Linked DNA regions of Mus musculus: region 1 is linked to region 2. A link is a contact called in public promoter capture Hi-C data. All regions are on one chromosome and are shown on one strand. Each heading gives the region's core, a stretch centred on a gene start, on an enhancer-like site or on the middle of the called end of the contact. The rest is flanking DNA. Distances are from core to core; before and after follow the strand shown. Region 1 holds the start of Tbc1d5 (TBC1 domain family, member 5). Region 2 holds the start of Apobec2 (apolipoprotein B mRNA editing enzyme, catalytic polypeptide 2).

Region 1 (3,636 bases), core at 171-2,670, 2.7 Mb before region 2:
TTTCTGTCTTCTTTTATCCATCTCTGAGAAGCAGCTGAGCTTTATAGTCTTCAGAGATGTTCTTTTCATCTCTAATGAAATTGCCCTTCGGTCCCTTCTTAAATTATGCTATTTATGAGACTAAGCGTCCCAAGAGGGGATAGAGATTTCTCCTGTCATTTGGTGACCACACTGAAGGACCTCTACAGTCCCAGTAACACCAGCATAGTCAGTACTTCAGGAAGGAGATGAGGGTCTGCGGTGAGATATTTCGGTGCCGGAGAACAAAGTCCACTATACATTGTAGAATACCAGTCATGTGGCTGACTGCTGTATTGCTAGCTGGGAGAGCAATATCCAAATACAGCATGATGCATCTTCCTATTTCTTAGGATTCTGTTCATGAGACTAATGTAATCATGAGTTTAGCCAGAACTTTTAATAGCTTACTCTATTCAACCTGTTCAATTTCTGCTACAGTGAGAAGGGCATTAGAAAAAAGAGAATCACTGTGTTAAGTGTGGTATGCCTTCCTTGGAAGCTAGCTAACTTTCTGACCTCTGTTTTGGTTTCCATAATCTGAACATAACAACTGATTTTTTTTTTTTTTGCGCTATTTGTAAAGACAGATTAATAAGAGATCTCTCTTTCTCTCTCTCCAACTCAGATGAGCTATTTACCACTTTCTTATTGAAGAAGAAAATACCAGCCTCCCATTGCTGGAGGTTAAATGCAACTTTAAGTCAGGATTAAGCAGGGGCATAGGGCGGTAAAACCAGGGTCTAGTCATTTGCCAAAATTGTCATTCATTAGATTAACTATCTAATGACTAGTCATTAGTCTAGATTCGAGGTCTGAGAAGATAAAACCTGTGTGTTTTTACAGGTGTGGGGTTGCTAAAAAAACAAAACAAAAAACAGCACCTCTCTGGATTCATACAAAGAAGGTCTTCACAAAGAGGTAGTGAGTCCCTACAAAATTGGGTGGCACGACCTATCTGTCATCAGTCTGTACAGCTGTAGACCAAGGATGAAGGGAAGGCCATTTACAGGAGACAAGGAAATTGTGCGATCCGAGGCAGGAGTGCCAGATTCTTAGGACGTTCCCAGGCCTGACTTATCTCCTCGATGCCAGTCCCACCCTGGGAAGCTGGTGGCAAGTGGGGGACCTCGGGTTGTGGCAGAAGGCCGGCTCCCACTGTAGGGAGGCCCCGCGCGCATGCGCATCGGCATGGCCCAGGCAGCTCCATTGGTCTCGGGCGTCCCCTTTTCCCTCTTCACCCCGACCTATCCCCCAAGACACCAGGCTCCCAGAGCGCGGGTCACCCGCGGCTCACCCGCTGGCTCGTCCCAGGCCCGGGCGCGCGCCTGCGCACGGGTCCCCGGGCGCGCGGGGTTACTAGAGGTGGAGCGCCGGGAGGGCGCGCAGCAGGAGGCGGACGCCGTTACGGAGGGAGCGTGGTCACGTGGCCGCTGGTCACCGCCGCCACCTCCCGCCCCATTCTCTTGCTGGTCGGGCCAGGCCCGGCGTGTTCCACGAGAGCCCGGCAGACTGACGGGGAGAGAGAGAGAGAGAGCGAGAGAGCGAGATAAAGAGAGGAGAGAGACAGAGAGACTGACAGAGAGAGAGAGAGAGAGAAAGGAGGGGAGGAGGATTCAGGGAATAGGAGCTGGGGAGCCCTGCTGCGCTACAGGTAAAAAAATAACATAACGATGCTAACGGTGAAAAAGCGCCTCGCCTCCCCCGTCAGCCTCCCCGGGCAGCTGCACAGCCGTCGCTCCCTCCCCGGCCTCCCCTCAGCCTCGCTGGGCCCCGTCCCGCCGCCAGGGAAGGCCCGAGCCGCCGGCCGCGGCTTGCGCGCGGGCTGGGAAGGGAGGCGGGCTGGGGCTCGGTCCGCTGCGGGCCGGCGGGCGAGCGGGCGGAAGGGCGAGCGCGCACACGGGCGAGGCAGCCTCTCTCAGCCCGCTCGTCCCAGTCCCCGTCCCCGTTCGGTCCTCGCTCCCGGACGAGCTCGGGAAGCAGCTACCGGGCATTGCCGAGCTGCTCAGCCAGCTCTACTTCCTCTTTGGCCGGTTCCCTGTTTCTTTCAGCCCTGGGCTGCACGTTTCCTTCCCAGGCCGGAAGTCAGGCGGCTGGAGCCCGGAGCCGAGCAGCCTCGGAGGAGAGAAACCCTCTCCTGCCTTAATTTGCCTTAGTGCTACTTAAGTTAGTCACGCCGGCATCTGTCAGTTCGAGGCCTGGCAGGACCCGAGGAGAACGACTTGGGAGAGTTCCCCCTGCCCCCTCTGTTTTCCTGGAAATGTACTGTTCTTCCAATACATTCTGTGCAGATATGCGACCTAGAGTTTGGTCACTCCTAGTTACTAATAGTTTCAGGACGACTTACTAACCAATTCAGCGCTTGAGAATGGTAACAGCTTTTGAAGGTTACATCTTTTATAACCCTTCAACTTCCACCCCCCCCCCCCCATCACTTTCTGCAGAGTCCCCATTTCTCAATTCTGAACTGGACTGAAACTTTACTATGCAGGTTACATGCTAAACTGCCTGAGGTGGATTGTGCTGAAATGCTAGGGCTTTTGTACGCGTAGTCCATCACAGTGTAGTCCACAAACCACCTCTTATTAGTGTGCTGTGGCACAGGATGCACTATTGGAAAAGAACTCTTGGAATACAGTGGGAAAGAAACTCACTTTTCCGTTATGCGTCTTTGGTTCAGTTCTATTTCCAGGACTTCCTTGGTGTCCGAAATAGAATGGAAAGGGCAGCTGCAGTGGGATAGAGAGCGTTGATCAAACCTGAGTCCCTGGGGGTTGGGTTCTTGTTAAAAATGTGATAGGAATTCAGTGGATGTGGTAACTGATACAACTTGTTATTCTGCATTTCTCACGTGGTGATGGACAAGACCTTGTTCAATACAAAAGGTGTAAATATCTTCTGTGTATAGAAATGAAGTTACGTGTCTGTGAAGGACGGACACACACACACACACACACACACACACACACACCCCTTGGAATGAAGAGGTGGCCTGATAGGAAAGTTCAGTGTCAGGGTGCACTAATAAAGTTTGCTTGGGGGAAGTAGAGTGAACCAACGCTGGATTCCAGGAGAAGGAAAAGAAGTACAAATTGTGTGCTCTGTATGCTGTGTGGTGCCTGCACCACATTTTTGTTTTATTTATTTATTTATTTATTTATTTATTTATTTTTGTTAAAATGGTTTGGCGTACTTCTTAAAAGACTCGCTTCCCAGTTCATTGAGTTTTTATTAAGGCATAGGCTCGGAATCTTGGGTTCGTGTGTAATGCTGGTTGAAAGTTTCTTCGATTGGCAAAATCATTGTGTCTGATATCTTCAAGTGTAGCCTCAGTTGGGCAGTGTGTTCTTGGTATTTGAAGCACATATTTTAAACAGTTGAGAGCCACACAAAGGGTGTCCTACCTGGATTTGTTTTTTTTTTTTCCTTCATGTAATTTTTATAATGTAAATGAAAGAGTTTAAAGTATTCCATGTACTTCTTCTGGTTTTCATACATAAAAATGGTTGTCCTTTTACTTCTACGGTACAAGGAATTGAACGTAGAGCCCTTTACAGGCTAAGTAGTTAAGTTCTAAAGAGCTTTATGAAAGTCTTTATGGAAGTCTAATAGCAGCTA
Region 2 (3,569 bases), core at 870-3,369:
TCAGGCTAGCTTTAAACTTGTTACAGAGCCAAAGATGACCTTGAACTTCTGGTCCTCCTGCCTCTACCTCCCCAGTGTGGGATTTATTTATCTCTGGTTTATTCAGGGCTGGGAATTGAACTCAGGGCTTTGGCATGCTAAGCAAGTACTCTACTAAGTTAAGTGCCAAGCCTTTCTACCTGCAACCGAGATTTAACATTGCAGCCAGCAGGTGGTCTTGGCTACTTTTCCATTTCCCTGGAGAGTCTAGAGCACTCGTACCACCAAGTATAGAAACGTGGAGGGGGGCCTGCTAAGTATTCATCACGTGAGCTACAAACTGCCCACTGCCCTACAATGTCATCCTACTTCAACTTCTTCTCGAGCTGGCTTGACTCGTCTTCTAATGGGTTCCCCAGTATAGTATAGTATAGTATAGTATAGTATAGTATAGTATAGTATAGTATAGCTTGTAGAAGGGTCTCTTATAGCCCAGAATAGCCTCATCCTCAGTATATAGTTAATGCTGGCCTTGAACTCCTGGTTTTTCTGCCTCTTCTCAGATGCTGGGATTTCACTCTGCCTCACTACACTGAACCAGAAGTGAGACATATATCCCAGCATATCTGCATAGCTTGTTCTCCTTCTGGCTTCCCTTCCAAAGACTATCCAATCACTCAGCTGTCCCTGCTGCTTCCTGGAGCACAGCAGTAAATCTCAGGGCCTCTGTCCCCACCCCTAAGAATTCTCCTGTACACACCTTCCCCTACCTCTTCCCCCACCCCCTCCACGTCTGCTCGGAGAACTTTCCTTTTAGATAGTCAGATGAATGTTTCCTTTGTCTCCTTTGGACTGATCCGTTTCTTTCCAAAGTCCTTCCTTATCAAAATGTAATCTTGGGGCTAAAGAGATAGATGGCCCAGAAGTTACGAGCACACATTGCTCTTGCAGACGACTGGAATACAGTACCCACATGGGGCAGCTCATAGCTTCCTGCATTCCACCTCCAAGGTATCTGACGCCCTCTTCTGGCCTCTGCAGGCATCTGCACTTATATGCATATATGCACCCAGAGACTTAACAGCAGATAACTAAAAATAAAAAATAAGGATCAGGTGTAGTGGCACATGCCTTTGTGGGTTCAAGGCCAGGCTGGTCAAGACAGAGAGACTCTTTCTCAAGAACAAACAAGGAAATAAAGAAAAAGTAAACATCTTTTCAAAATGTAATCTCACTCTTTGTCTTTTTCAGATGCTTCCTTGCCAGTTCTCCCCAGCACTTACCAAAACACATGAAGTTATTTTACTTAGCGGATATAGCAGCTGACCCCTGCAAGCTCCGGGAGAGCAGGGCTTTTCTTTGCTTCTTCCTTTGGTCTGTTCTGCACCTCAGTGCCTGGAACCGTTGCCAACAGAGCATCTGCTCAGCATGCGCCCTCAGGCAGGCACAGGACTGATGAAGGGGACGAAGACTCTGAGCAGGGCAGAGGCCTGAGGATGGCCGGGGGTTTACTGCCTTCAAGCCTAACTCGGAGTGTGAAGCATTAGGTTTAAGGAGATGGCCTGCCTCAAAGAAATAGGTGGAGATTGACAGAGGAAGGCACCTGATCAGGTCTTCTGGCCGATGCACTCACGGGCGAGCATATGCTCGTGCGCATGCGCAAACGCGCATCCATCCACCTACCCACTCGGGCTCACAACGAACATAACATGCAGACCCTGAGTAGCAACAGACATTCTCCTCTCAAATCATTGGTTTCTAACTCATGTCCCACAAAGACCCTCTTTTCCTAAACCCGAGTTCCCCCCAACGTGGGCGGGGGAGGGGGGTCACTACAAGTCCCTCCTTCATCACAGGCCTTATCTGTTTAAAACAATGAGAGGCCTTCTCCCCTAAAACTCAGTCGAGTCTGGGTAAACGAGAGAGGAGAGACGGGGTAGAATTGGCCCAGCCCTCCCCACCTGCCAGCTTCCTGTCTGCCTGCTGATAAATAGGGGGAATACACATGGCCAGAGTTTCCATTCCCCCACCCTGTCACCCTGTCAGTCATCCAATTAAAAAAAGATGAGTGAGAGAGCTCCAAGGGTGGGGCGGGAGGGCCTGCTTATAAAGCCTGCAGCTGAGTTGTGGGGAGCACCAAATCCGGTCCTCTCTCTGTCATCCCCAGCCAGGCTTAGCTGCTGACAGCTGCTTGGGACTCTGCCGCCAGGCCCTTGGCTGGCTTGACAACCTCTCCACATTTCGGCCACAGTTCCTCCATGGCTCAGAAGGAAGAGGCCGCTGAGGCTGCGGCGCCAGCCTCTCAGAATGGAGATGATTTGGAGAACCTGGAAGACCCTGAGAAGCTGAAAGAGCTGATCGATCTTCCGCCCTTCGAGATTGTCACTGGGTAAGCCTTGTGTGGGGGCTGGGGCTCCTGCCTGGGAAAGGGTGGGGTCTGAGCAGGCTGTGGAAGGTTAGGACAAGAATAGGGAAGCCCAAGGTCAGCCACAAGCTGTGCGTCCAGCATGCTAGCAGGAGGCTTCTGGGCAGCAAAGGCCTCTTGTCTTTTTTAATTAATTAATTAATTAATTAATTAATTAATTAATTAATTTGAATCAGTGTTTTACCATGTAACTCTGGCTGGCCTGGATCGCACTATGTAGACCAGGCTGGTCTTGAACTCACAGCGATCCTCCTCCTGCCTCTGCCTCTTCATTGCTGGGATTAAAAGCAGCTAACACCAGGTCCAGATACTCTTGGCTTTTTGAGGTGACAACTTAGACCCTGTAATCAGGAGGATGTGGAAGGAATGGAACCCCCAGAATGAAACTACATAACATTTTCTTCATGGCAGTCTCTGCAAATGTGCAAAGGCAGAATGGGTGCCATACTGAGAGAAGTTTCTGGAAGAGTGGTGGTATGGATGCTGTGGAGAAGGAGAAGGGGCCCTGGCAGCGATCGGTCTTGCGGGGTATCGGACATCATCTGCCTGTGCATATAGCCCAATCCCAACAAGTTCAGTGAGAACGGCATATTTAAAGATGGCCCCAGCAAGAAGTCATCTCCAAGCTGCAGATACTGGAAGCTTAAGCACAGTTTATAGCCACTGGGCTCAAGTTAGTCTACAGGGTCCCCTCTTGTCCAGATTGTGTTGCCCCCAGAAATGAATGCAAGTAGCCTTTCTCCTTATCTCTCTCTATTCCTAGAGAGGAAGATGCCGCTAAATCCAAGTTTCCTTCCTGAACTTCGGTTCCCTTCATAGCATTTCTCCAGCAATGCGCGCAAAGGCTGGGTGGGGGCACACCAAGTCTCAGGAGGAACAAAGGCCTGAAGGAGGAGGAGCAGCCCTGGGGAGCAGTTTGGACTTGCTGTTTTATGCTTGACCTGTATTGCTCCAGGCCTGGCCTCTACTTTCTTGTTTCAAACATGAGGAAGCTACCCGACTTGATTCTTAATGTCCCTTCCTGCTCAGATATTTTCTGACTTCTAAGAGAACCCAGGGGGAAGTGTTGCTTGGTTTCTGAGATGTGAGTAGGCATTGAACTTCCATTCACTCTTGCTCGCCCAGATCATCTTGCGCTCATCCTAGGATTAAGGCAGCAGCTGGG

What was found. Promoter capture Hi-C pulls out the DNA fragments that hold promoters and counts their contacts.
Region 1: a contact with region 2 is called in a promoter capture Hi-C map of liver, with 2.3 times the contacts expected there. The contact joins the promoter of Tbc1d5 here to the promoter of Apobec2 in region 2. A contact is called at or near these places in 2 of 39 promoter capture datasets (the 3T3-L1 cell line and liver).

The regions. Positions count from the first base shown.
Region 1 is chr17:51,177,136-51,180,771 of GRCm38.p6, reverse strand. Tbc1d5 (TBC1 domain family, member 5) reads left to right here and starts at 1,420. Exons shown (of 22, transcript NM_028162.4): 1 at 1,420-1,672.
Region 2 is chr17:48,431,278-48,434,846 of GRCm38.p6, reverse strand. It overlaps Apobec2 (apolipoprotein B mRNA editing enzyme, catalytic polypeptide 2), which reads left to right and starts at 2,119. Exons shown (of 3, transcript NM_009694.3): 1 at 2,119-2,368. The coding sequence starts at 2,238.